Linked DNA regions of Mus musculus: all the other regions are linked to region 3. A link is a contact called in public Hi-C and HiChIP or PLAC-seq data. All regions are on one chromosome and are shown on one strand. Each heading gives the region's core, a stretch centred on a gene start, on an enhancer-like site or on the middle of the called end of the contact. The rest is flanking DNA. Distances are from core to core; before and after follow the strand shown. Region 1 holds the start of Pomgnt2 (protein O-linked mannose beta 1,4-N-acetylglucosaminyltransferase 2). Region 2 has its middle 23 kb from the start of Pomgnt2. Region 3 has its middle 9.8 kb from the start of Gm51699.

The links. Hi-C and Micro-C count contacts between places; a contact is called where the count stands out from the background. HiChIP or PLAC-seq counts read pairs in DNA pulled down with a chosen protein or histone mark.
Region 1: an H3K4me3 HiChIP or PLAC-seq map of forebrain shows a contact between it and region 3, with 4 times the contacts expected there. The contact joins the promoter of Pomgnt2 here to the enhancer-like site in region 3. A contact is called at or near these places in 3 of 39 promoter capture datasets (hippocampal neurons, pre-B cells and second pharyngeal arch cranial neural crest) and 3 of 115 datasets of contacts at active chromatin or transcription factors (embryonic basal ganglia, embryonic forebrain and forebrain).
Region 2: a contact with region 3 is called in a Hi-C map of the N1E-115 cell line, with 15 times the contacts expected there. The contact joins two enhancer-like sites. A contact is called at or near these places in 3 of 39 promoter capture datasets (hippocampal neurons, pre-B cells and second pharyngeal arch cranial neural crest), 9 of 484 Hi-C or Micro-C datasets (3T3-L1-derived adipocytes, the N1E-115 cell line, cerebellum and 5 more) and 1 of 115 datasets of contacts at active chromatin or transcription factors (embryonic basal ganglia).

What each region holds. Positions count from the first base shown.
Region 1 is chr9:121,994,196-121,997,755 of GRCm38.p6, forward strand. Pomgnt2 (protein O-linked mannose beta 1,4-N-acetylglucosaminyltransferase 2) reads right to left here and starts at 1,831. Exons shown (of 2, transcript NM_153540.4): 1 at 1,681-1,831. Gm39463 (a long non-coding RNA gene) reads left to right here and starts at 1,791. Exons shown (of 2, transcript XR_871388.3): 1 at 1,791-2,251.
Region 2 is chr9:122,016,691-122,020,651 of GRCm38.p6, forward strand. No RefSeq gene overlaps it. Among named protein-coding and RNA genes, the nearest start is that of Pomgnt2, 23 kb to the left of the region's middle. Within about 2 kb of position 2,526, at least 83 of the 459 cell types and tissues checked have an H3K27ac peak or open chromatin away from gene starts, as enhancers often do. A contact at or near this core is called in the N1E-115 cell line, where this site is marked.
Region 3 is chr9:122,727,361-122,731,021 of GRCm38.p6, forward strand. No RefSeq gene overlaps it. Among named protein-coding and RNA genes, the nearest start is that of Gm51699, 9.8 kb to the right of the region's middle. Within about 2 kb of position 2,386, at least 10 of the 459 cell types and tissues checked have an H3K27ac peak or open chromatin away from gene starts, as enhancers often do. A contact at or near this core is called in the N1E-115 cell line and forebrain, where this site is marked.

The DNA of each region.
Region 1 (3,560 bases), core at 581-3,080, 730 kb before region 3:
GCATATGCTTGGGACTGCTATATGTATTGTTCAATACACTGTAGCTATTATGGGGAGGGGCTGAAGTTCAAACTCAAGCCTGAATTGCAAAGCCCATGGTAGCCTGTCTGGAGTCTTCCTTCCCTGCCATATCTCTCACCCAACTTGAAAAGCCCTGGGGATCATTTTAGCATCTCCTGAGGGAGAGTGTCCCTCCAGACAACCATGCTGAGGTGACTGACAAGGCCTCTGGGGAACAGAGTGTTGAGTAATTTAATATTCTGGCTCTCTAGAAGCCTTTGCTTATTACTGCTATTTCTGAAAGCAAGAACTTGCCAGCCAGAAGTCCAAGGTTGGTTAGAAGCATGTCGTCAGCTTGGGCTGATGTCACAGGCCTGCTGTCCCAGCTACTGGGGAGGATGAAGCAGGAAGATCATAGCTTAGGTGTGTCTAGGACTTACTGAGACCGTGAATCAAAGCAAAGAGTAGAGAGTGAACGGGTGTAGCAGAATGTTTGCTCAGCACGCAGGAGGCTTTGGATTCATCCTTAGCAAACAAACCAACCCTGACGGCCCTGACAGTCCAGCACACCAGGATGATGCTCCACCAGGGTGAATCCACTCACCAGCTCCCTCCCTTTCCAAGGCCCCCAGGGGCTCTCAGCTCTCACCTCTGAGGATAAAGTATCCAGTTCTCTTCTAACTCTGTCACCACTTGGAACTCGGATCCTTCATGTGAAAGGGCCGGCTGATCCTAAAAGCCTGAGAGCAGCTAGTCTGTGGAAAAGACAGGACCCGGAACCAGAACTCCAACCTTGTCTATAGAGTTGGTGGTCGTGCATGCTAACATTTGATGTGTTCAGAACCCAGACAGAAAGCTTTGCCAGCATTACCTCATGGAAGCCTCACAGCAATTCTTCAAAGAAGGTCTTTTTTCACTCTGTCTTACAGAGGATGAAGGAAGGGACCAGAGAAAGTGAATGAGTTACTTATGGGGACATGGCCGGTAAAGGAGCCAAGATTTTCCCAGTGCCTGGAACAGTCCACACATGGTAAATGAATTGTGCTAATATTCACATGTCCCATAAGCCTAAAACCATCTACACCAACAGGCTCGGGGCTGGTTGGCATAAGGTCAGAGGATACTGGCTGCTCACAACCTGCAGCGTGATTCTGGTGGAAGGTCCCAAACTTTTACCCCGGATTCCCACTAACGATGAGAAAACGGGTTCCTATAGGCAAGTCCATCAGGGTCGTCCGTCAGTAGCCGCCCCCACCCCCACCCCCCCGCCATTGTCAAGCAGACAAACTCCTAACTCCGACTGTCCGTCCATCCGGGTGGTTCTCTACGGAGCCCCAACTGCCTAAAGGTCAGCAACAGGCCGACCCAGGCACCGCTTCAAACGCAGCTGGCGCAGCCCAGGCCCCCACTGCTCATCTCTCCTTGCTCCACGCCACCTGTGCCAAATGTGCACCATTCTTTCCCAGGCACGAGCATGTGCGTCCCCGCGGTCAGAGGCAGTGAAGGCTCCAGCCGAACGGTCCAGTGCGCCATCGGGGGCCGGGCGGTTCAGGCCCACCCCTCCCACCTCGGCGCCTGCTGCAGGCGGCGTCTACCGCCCTGGGTCCGGCAAGCCCGCCGGCCTCCCCTGCAGTCCAGGGTCGGGCACCAAGCCCGGCCCGGCCCGGCCTAGCGCCTCACCTGAAGCCGGGCTCTGTGCCCCGTCCGCTCCGAGCCCGGGGCCCAGCTGCGCCACAGATGCCCGCGCTGCCCACCTGCCGACAGGGTGTCGCAGGTGTTCCTAGTGTGCTTGCCCTGCTGGCGAGCTCAAACTCCGGAACCCGGGCGCGTGCGCGGGCCTTGGGACCCGCCTCTCGGACCTCGGCCAGGATCACCTCTTCGGCTCACAGAATCCTGGGAATTGTAGTTTTCAAGCGAGCAGCATGCACGAGCCTGGGAAGACCAGAAGCTCTTCTTGGTGTTCTGTTTACCCAATTATGAGAGTTCTGATGATAAACTTAAATACAAGATACAGAAATCTTCATATGTAATCTGTTAGAGAAAAAATAATCCATACCTTGACATGCTTTTAAGACTCATAAAGAGACTATTGATGGCTCAGCAGTTAAAGTATTCACTGTAGATGAGCACAAAGACTGAACAGAGCTGTTCATGGTCATTACTGAAGGCTTCTGTGCTCAGTTAACTTCGGATCGTCTCCCCTCAAACCTGAGCCAATGGATCGCTCCTCCCTTACCAGGCTTCTTGTCAGGTATGTTATGTCTCTTTTATACTTTTTCTGGGAACTGCCATTTGGCTTTACAACCAAACTGATGGGGTGTTATCATGAGTGGGTGTCAGATGACAGTGTTGGAGCTCGGACTTGACATCAGGTGAATCTGACCAAAACGGCTGGATTTCTCACTTGGGAAATGGACATTGTGACACTTCTGACACGATGACCCAAATGTCATGTGGAACCTTGTCCTTTTGAGAACTGGGCTGGGGGTGGGGGTATATATTAAGGGACCCTCCTCACTCCTCCCCTCCCCCACCCCCACCCAACTGGCCCGGTTGGCCACAAAGCCTTCCCAGAACCTCAGACCTCAGTGGGCTTCACTCTCATGGTTGTTATTACAAACTCATCTAAAGTAGTCTCTGTCTCTCTGTCTGTCTCTCTCTGTCTGTCTCTCTGTCTCTCTCTGTCTGTCTCTCTGTCTGTCTGTCTGTCTGTCTGTCTCTCTCTCTCTCTCTCACACACACACACACATACACATACCTGTGAGAAGATCAAACAGAGTGCACTGAAGAACTGACACAGAGAGTCGGAACAATGCCACTGGCCACAAGGCAGATCATTTCTGGATTGGGCACCATTTGCCTGTACCATGAAGAAGGCCCTGTGGCTTCCTGCTTCCCCCAGCCCCTACCTGTGCTGCCTGGATTCTTCCTCTTTTCCTACCTCCCCCCATTTGGCTTTTGGTGTTTTAAAAAGCAACAATCTCTTTCTTGGCCTCAAGGGTTGCACTAGTCTGTGGAAGCTCCACATAACTGGCCCCCTGGCCCTTCAGGCCTCAACCTTTGTCCTATCTCAGAGGGTTCTTAGTTTCAGGCAATGTGTCTACCCTGGCTGGCTTGAGCAGAACAATGTGTGTGAAGGAACATTTAGTGACATGTGGGCTCATTAAGATGAGGAGGAACAGACTCTGCATCTAGGGTCTGCTCTGATGACAGTGTCCAAGCCATGTCCAAGAACTATGCCATGCTATCTGGAGATAAGGAGGTCAGCTTCCTCTGACACCATTCCCCATGCATAAGCCATCTCACAGAGTGCTCTTCCTTCATCTGAGTCACAGTGTGCACGTGCTTGGCAGAGCCTGTGTCTCAGAGAGACTCCTGTCTGTAAGGAGCCCTGAAAACTGAGTCCATGGCTCTTCATCTCCAAGGGGGCTCTGGGTGAGAGTAGAGCTATCCAGCCTGCTGCAGCTACTCACCAAGCAGATCACACCTCCAAAAGGCTCTTCCCTTCATAAAGGGGATTTTGTTGACAGGTTTGATACATGGCAGGTAGAATAAGCCTT
Region 2 (3,961 bases), core at 1,276-3,775, 710 kb before region 3:
AAGACACAGAATCCTCTACTCTGCTTTGTGCCCAGATTTGCAAGAGGAGAGGGGATGTTAAAAAAAATATTTGACTCGCACCTATAATCCCATACTCAGGAGGTGGAGGCAGGAGGGTTATGAGTCCAATCCAGTCTGGGCTCATAGTCAGAACCATCTCAAAAGCAATCAGATTCAAACAAACAAACAAACAAAACAAACCCTCTCACCTTTGTGCATTTGCTTTGCCAGTGCCCACAGGAATATTAATGCCACTTCTAGGCTCACCTTCAAAGTAAAACTCTCTGACTTTTGGGATTATTTAGTCCTCATATTTTTAAAAATAACAAGTATTTTCCAAGTTTAATTTTTTCCCCTCTCCTCACCAATTTACTTACTGTCATGGCCTGCCACTCCCTGTAAATGTCCAACAGATGCTAGAGAAGGTTTGGAAATAATTCAAGATTCTTTGGCCTTTGTTAGATAAAGTGTGTGTGTGTGTGTGTGTGTGTGTGTGTGTGTGTGTGTGTGTTTATAAAACCTGCTACTTAGAATGAGGAGTCACAGAACAGTGCCGTTCAGGAAACATAGGTTGACCCTGATCATGAAGTCCTTACAAAGGGATGGCACACACAGGACCAAAGGCACAGGAGTTGTGCCTCTGGGACTCTGCTTCCTTCTCTGCTTGTTTGAGGTTGCACGGGCTTTCTGCTTATTTGAGGTTGCACTAGTTAATTTTTGACAACTTGACACAAACTAGAGTCACCTGGGAAGAAGGAACTTTGTTGAGGAATTGCCTCCATCAAAGGCAGGTGCCTTTGGCTTGTCTGTGGGCAATTTCTTGATTGCTAGTTGGGGTGAGAGGGTCCAGCACAGTGGGCAGTGCCATCCCTATGCAGTTAGGTCTGGGCTGTGTGAAAAGCAGCCGAGAAATCCATAGAGAGCAAGCCAGTAAGCAATCATTTCTCCATGGGCCCTGCTTCAATTTCTTCCCTGGTCTGGTGGACTGGATATAACCTGTAAGGCAAACAAACCCTTTTCCCTCCTGTTTACTTTTTATCCATATTTTATCCCAGCAACAAAAAGCAAACTGGGACAGAAATTGGTATCAGAGAGTGGGGTATCGTCGTGATAGGCCATTTCAGAGCCTTGGGCTAGGGGAGGCCACTGAGAGCTCAAATCTTCATGAGCTTATGGAGGAAGTCAGTACACAGCATCCCCTGTGGTCTCCGCTTCAGGTCCTGCCCTGAGCGCCTGGCTTCCTGATGACACGTTAGCTGGGATTGTAAGATGGAATAAACATTTTTCTCTCCTTTTCAAGTTTCTTTCCAAAATCAAGTTGATTTTGGTCAGTGTTTTATAACAGCCACAGAAAGCAAACTAGGACATAAGCTTTCTGATTCTTTTACATGCTATGCTCTTCCATCACAAATAACAGCGTATTAAGATTCACGAAGGTAAGTCGGGAAAGAACCAATACCAGGCAAGAGCTGTGGGATGCTGGGTGCTTGACAAGAGGAGCTTAAGACGACCTCAGCAAAGTCAGCTGGATCCCTTCCCTGCCCAGAGCCCTTCTGTTGCTGTGTCCTCTGACCTTTGGGTGACATTACCAGCCTCCCCTCTAACCTCTAACCTCTAACCTCTAACCTCTAACCTCTAACCTCTAACCTCTAACCTCTAACCTCTAACCTCTGTTCTGAGTTTCACTCTCTGGGCTGCTTCTCAGCAAAGCATACTCTGGAAACTCCTCTTGTGGGGTTTTTATGGAAGGAGCCTACGCTGCTTCCAGAATTCCTCCAAGGACTCAGCCCCAGTTGCTCACAGTGGCTGTTCTTTTAATATCATGTCTCCCCTCTTCTTCCTTTTTTTCCCCTCCGGTTCCCTTCTTCTTTTCCTTCTCTCCTCTCCCCTCCCCTCCCCTCCCTTCCCTTCCCTTTTCTTCTTTTTCTCTCCCTCTCCTCCCCTTCCTTCTCTCCCTTCCTTCCCCCTTTCTCTTCCCTCCCCTCCCCTTCCCTTTCTCTCTTCCCCTTCCCCTTCTCCTCTCTTTCCCTCCCCTCCCTCCCCCTCCTCTCCCTTCCTTTCCCTTCCCTTCTTCATTTTTCCCAGGGAAAAACCTTGCAGGATTTTCTTTCCTGGGTCCATGATTGTCTAAACCTGACTGTGCACTATTGTAGTGAGAGGACACTTCCCTCTGGGTCCTGACAGGGGGCAGCATTTAGTTTCCTATCAGAACGAGTTGCATTCCTAGACTTGTATGTGATTCCAGCTCAAAATAAAGAAAAACATTGAAATGAGGGGTTTAATTCCCGAGAGGGACTGGAAGGCTGTGTCAGCGTTTCCATGGTGAGGGCTGTCTTCTGGGGATTTACCTTCCAGCTGTGAGAATCTGCTTTATGCTAGACTTTAAGCCTTTGGCTGCTTAAAGGCTCTATATTATTAAAGAGTCCACTTTTGACTAAGTTGAAACTGTGACTCTGTAAAGCCGACTCAGAATGTTCTCCCCTCTGCCCCTTGCCCCATTGGCTGCTGGCCACGCTCCTTGCCAAGCAGCGTGGAGACTTGGCAGAGGTGCGGCATCTGGCTCTCCTGCTGTGTGTGGTCTGAGAAGGGCTGCACTGAGGAAGAGAACCTTGGCTCTTTTGTACTGTTAAAATGACACCTCCATGGGTCCCACCCGAGTCTATCTGTAGGTGTTTCTCCATGCACAGTCACTCACTGACCCCAGGTCTTAGAATCACAGAGGAGAAGGGCAAGTGTCAGCCTGCGATGCCTCCGTGAGTATCAGAAGAAAGCCAGGTTGAGATGTTTTGTGTGAATTCCTTCTTGCAGCAAGAGCCGGTATAGTGCGAGGAAGAGAAAGGGGATCTGTCTCATCAACCAAAAGAGAGAGCAAAGCAGGCTCACTTTGAGCCGTCAGCGTCAAACACATCAAAGTCATCTCTGCTTGGTTTTAAATAAGAACACATTTGCAGACACTTTGGCATATCCTTTATTTTAAACAGAGTTACAGAGGTGGATGGAAGCCCCTCACGATAGAAGGAAGACGCTGAGAGCAGAGAGCCAACATCTGTGTTGGTGCGGAACCTGACTGGGTTCCGAGTGTCAGAAAGCACCATGGGGATTCATAACCATCTCAACTCAAGGTCTGGGGACCCATTGTCCTCTCCTGACCTGTGCGTGGACCAGGCATGACAGCAGCGCACATACATACACATGGGCAAAACACATACAAATTAAAATTTAATATAAAAATCTAATAACATTATTAGAAATAATATTTATAAAGTTACATGGGAAAACATTGATACAAACAAGGTTGGCCAAAAATTTATGATGAAGAAAAAGCTTTGACATCATCTGGGGATCTAAAAAGTCATGATTTGCAGAAAGGTGCCATGCCTCTGTATGTGAGTGTGTGTGTGTGTGTGTCTGTGTGTGTGTAAGAAAGAGAGAGAGAGAGAAAGAGTGTGTGTGTGAATGAATGTGTGTATGTGTATATGAGTGTGTATAAGAGTGTGAATGTGAGTGTGTGTATTTGTGTGTGAGTATGAGTGTGTCTGTGAGTGAGTGAGTAAGTGAGTGAGTGTATGTGTGTAAGCCATATGTTTCTATGAAACTTTTCACAAGCAAAAGGGGAAAGCTTAAGCAAAAGACACACCTCAGGCCACACAGAGCCTCTGGACAACTATAAAGGACCTGCGGGCTCACCACACTCAAAGCAATCACTGTCTCATTAGCTGACAGCTGAGTGGAGCCAGCAGAATCTCCTGTGGCCTTCACTACAGGAAGTACAGACTACCTCAGTAATCTACTGGGGCCACAAGACACAGACAGCAGCAGCAGCCACAAAATCAGCAGTAGCAATAAGAAGCCCTAGAAAGACGGCTCAGTGGTTAAGGGCACTGGCTGCTCATACAGAGGACCTGAGTTCAGTTCCCGACTCTAACTACACTTCCATGGATGTAATGCCCTCTCCTGGCCT
Region 3 (3,661 bases), core at 1,136-3,635:
ACTTTTTAAGAAGCTCTGAATGGAGGGGAAAGAATGAAGTTACAGTGGAGGAGCCATCCATTAAAAGGGAGCCCAACCGAAGGCCCAATGAAGAACTCACACCTAAGGCCATAGCAAATGCTGTAAAACAGCTGGAGTGGACAAGGACTGGGTCTTAAGGATGGGGGTTGGAGAGGCAGAGTGAGGCGTGGCTCAGAGCCTATAAGGAGACTCTGGGCTGACTGCTGGGAGAGGACAGTGTTGAGGTGCAGGCAGACACAGGCGCAGTGTCAAAGGCTAGACCTTGCTTAGTGGAAGGCCCAGTGGTGGAGCTTGCTTCACCGAAATCCCAAATAAACATGTGTACAAGTAGATGCCGAGGATGAAACTCGGTGCTTGCCTAGCGTGTGTGAAGAAGTCCTGGTTGCATCCTGAGCACCACATACACCTGGAGTGGTGATACACACCTGCAACCCCAGCACTTGGGAGTGGAGCAGGAGCGTCAGGAGGTCAGGGTCATCCTGGGCTACATAGTGAGTGAAAGTCCATCCTGGGCTACATGAGACCCTTCTTAAAAAAAAAAAAAGTGTAGCTGGGCAAGGATGGCACACCTGCTTGCACTCAGGAGGCAGAGGCAGGCAGATCTCTGGGTTCAAGGCCAGCCTGGTCTACAGAGTTAGTAGTCCCAGGACAGCCAGGGATATACAGAGAAACTCTGTCTCGGAGAACTAAAAATAGTAATTAATTAAATAAAAAAATGTTTTAAAATGACAAGTCTGTATTGTCAAGAGGGGTTGAGGCAGAGCTCAATAGTACCAGGCCTGGCACGTATGAAGCCCTGCATTCGGTCAGCTGTGGAAGGAGAGAGAGGAAGGAGGAAACTCAGAGGAGAGACAGAAAGAAGAGAAGGAGGACAGACTGCATACAGTTCTGGAAAGCTCTTTGACATTTATGCCCTTTCCAGACAGGATGGCATATTCTGGTAGGTGCAGAACATAAGTTGTAATGATGCCTGTTGGTGTGTTTCAAAGAAAAGTTCATTGCAAACAGGAATCTGATTATTTGAGTTCAATCTATTGGGCACCTTAAAATCAGAATTTGACATATTAGTTAGAATTGAGATAGTTCCCACTCAAAAGCTCTTTGCCACTGGTCTGAAAGTGAGTCTTTGAGTCTTGAACAAAGATTTAGTGGAATGGTTCACACTTACCGGAATTCTGTCAAGCACATTCCAGAAGGAAGAGGGCCCAAGCACTAAATGATCCTTTTATGTTTTAAATTCCAGCCAGGAAGACAAGAGGCAGAGTTCCAGATCCACCATTTAGTGTGTGAATTATGTATGACTTTATATGAGGCTTTCTGAGAGCTTCAAGTTGGTGTCTAACCACTAGAAAGGATGTCACAAAACAAATCTACATCCGTGCTGATAATGGTGACAGCCATCAGCGCTGTGCCACTGATTAAAGAGAAACTTATGAAATTGCTTCTGGTCTCATCGTAGAACAACAGCCAGCATTATTAATGTGTGTGTGTGTGGGGGGGGGGTCTTCCAATATGCCTGGCAGATATCTGAAAGCCTCAATAGTACCATATCCTGAATACTCTGGGTTTCCCCCACACCTACACACCTATGATACAGCTTAATTTCCAAATTAGTCATGGTAAGAGATTAACCATAACTATTAGTTATAAAACACGATAATTACCACAGTCTGCAATCAGAGTTATTTAAAATTTGTGAATTGTTCATTTCTAGAGTTTCCTACTTGAGGGTTTGCCATGGTAACAGAAACAGGAAGGTAACTGTAGCTAAGCATGGGCTCTGTTCATATAGGGCATCAAACAGGCCAGCTCCTGGTGAAGCAAACTGTGTTTTTATCGTTTAGCTACATCTTAGGAGGTGTCTGAACACCACTCCTGACAGTGAGGAGTACCCAAGCAGGATCTCTGTAAGACAACAGAGAGATGGCCCTGATGTGAAGGGGCCTAAATTCTTAGCCCCTCAACACACTCGGCACACACTTGTGAACTTCACAGCAGAGTTCCTCATGATTTAGATGCTGGGGGATCTGTGGGCATTGGGAACTTTAGTATGAAACTCTTGACCATGGCTATAAAGCAAGCCAAGGACACAGTCACCCTGCTGCCTGATGCTCTACAATTGTAAAATGGCCGAAGGGAGCAAAGCCAAGTAGGACAAGAAGTGCCATTTAACCAGATCTAGGCGCATTCGGCTTCTGGTTGTGCTGTGGCAACGCGTGTGCATGTTGAGAGCGTATGGGGCAGGTTCCCAGCTCATACATAGAAATCCTGGGCATAATTTTACGTCTTAGAACAAGGTAAAATTTAGGAGCAGTCCATGACTGTTAACAGCCTTTGGCATAAGGAATAGCCTTTGGCACACTGCCATCTAGTGGCTACAAAGGAAAACTCACAACACAGAAGGAAGGCTTGAGGATTCTGGGTCCTCTCGTTAACTCATTCAGGGGACTTGTGCTGTCTCATTTCGGGTCTCATGAAAAGGCACTCTCCACGTCTAGATGTTGGGCCTGAGGAGAGTGAGCAGCAGGTATCTCATCTCCATCCTGGTGAATCACAGCCTCCACCATAACTGCCGTCTATGTCTCCACTGCAGCCTCCACCATAACTGCCTTCTATGTCTCCACTGCAGCCTCCACCATAACTGCCTTCTATGTCTCCACTGCAGCCTCCACCATAACTGCCTTCTGTCTCCACCACAGGACCCTCCTTACATTCCTGGTCACAACCTGGAGAAGTGTATACTGTTCCTACTCCTTGTACAGAGCAGGAGGGGCAAAATGCCTGTCTTTCTTCAACACCTAATGCCAGCAGGGTTCCTTTGGTCTGTCTGTCTGTATCCCTGAGTTACCTGGGCTTCTAAAGAGCATGAATGTTCTTCATGCCACCAGGGAACAGCAGTCTTTCCCAAGGCAATGCTGGGAAGAGAATGAAGCCAAACCCTCAAGCTTCCCCCTCGCATCCTCCCAGCTACCCCACACTCAGATGGCCTACGTGTCCACAGAGTCTCTTCCCTGTGACAGTGCCGAGCTCCTATAGACTGCTGCAGACAGAGCCTCCCCACTGTGTTTTGTGGGTCCCATAGGCTCATATGTTTGAATGCTTGGTCCCCAGTTGGTGGATCAACATAACAAGAGCCAACGATTGTGTGTAGATGCACATATGTGCGCGCATTGAAGTATGCTTTGCTGAGTTTTCATTTCCAGTATTTCTGAGTTTTCACTCCTAGTCTCGATTACTCTGCTGAATTTCTTAGCCACATTGCTGGCTTTCTTATTCAGGTTTCATGTCGACTTCTCGCCTGCTTATTTATTTGAATAAAGTAACACTTTTTTGGGATTTCGGCATCTCACTGAGAAGCCATGTGCTTTGGATGAGTCGCACTGCCTGCATTTTCATATTTCTTGTGTTTGTGTATTGCAGTTATGCATTGTTTGGAGATGGATCTGTGTTTCAGGGGTCTCCTCACTCTCTTCCCTGCTGTTTACTTTATGAGGTCCTTTGGGAGGCTTCCCTTGGGTTTATGATCCTTACTACCACTTAGAAGGGAGGAAATGGCTGCAGTATTAAAAACTACAATTTGGGAACAATCAAGGTATTAAAGTGTAATAAGCAGGCAGCCAACAGCATTAACTACAACCTC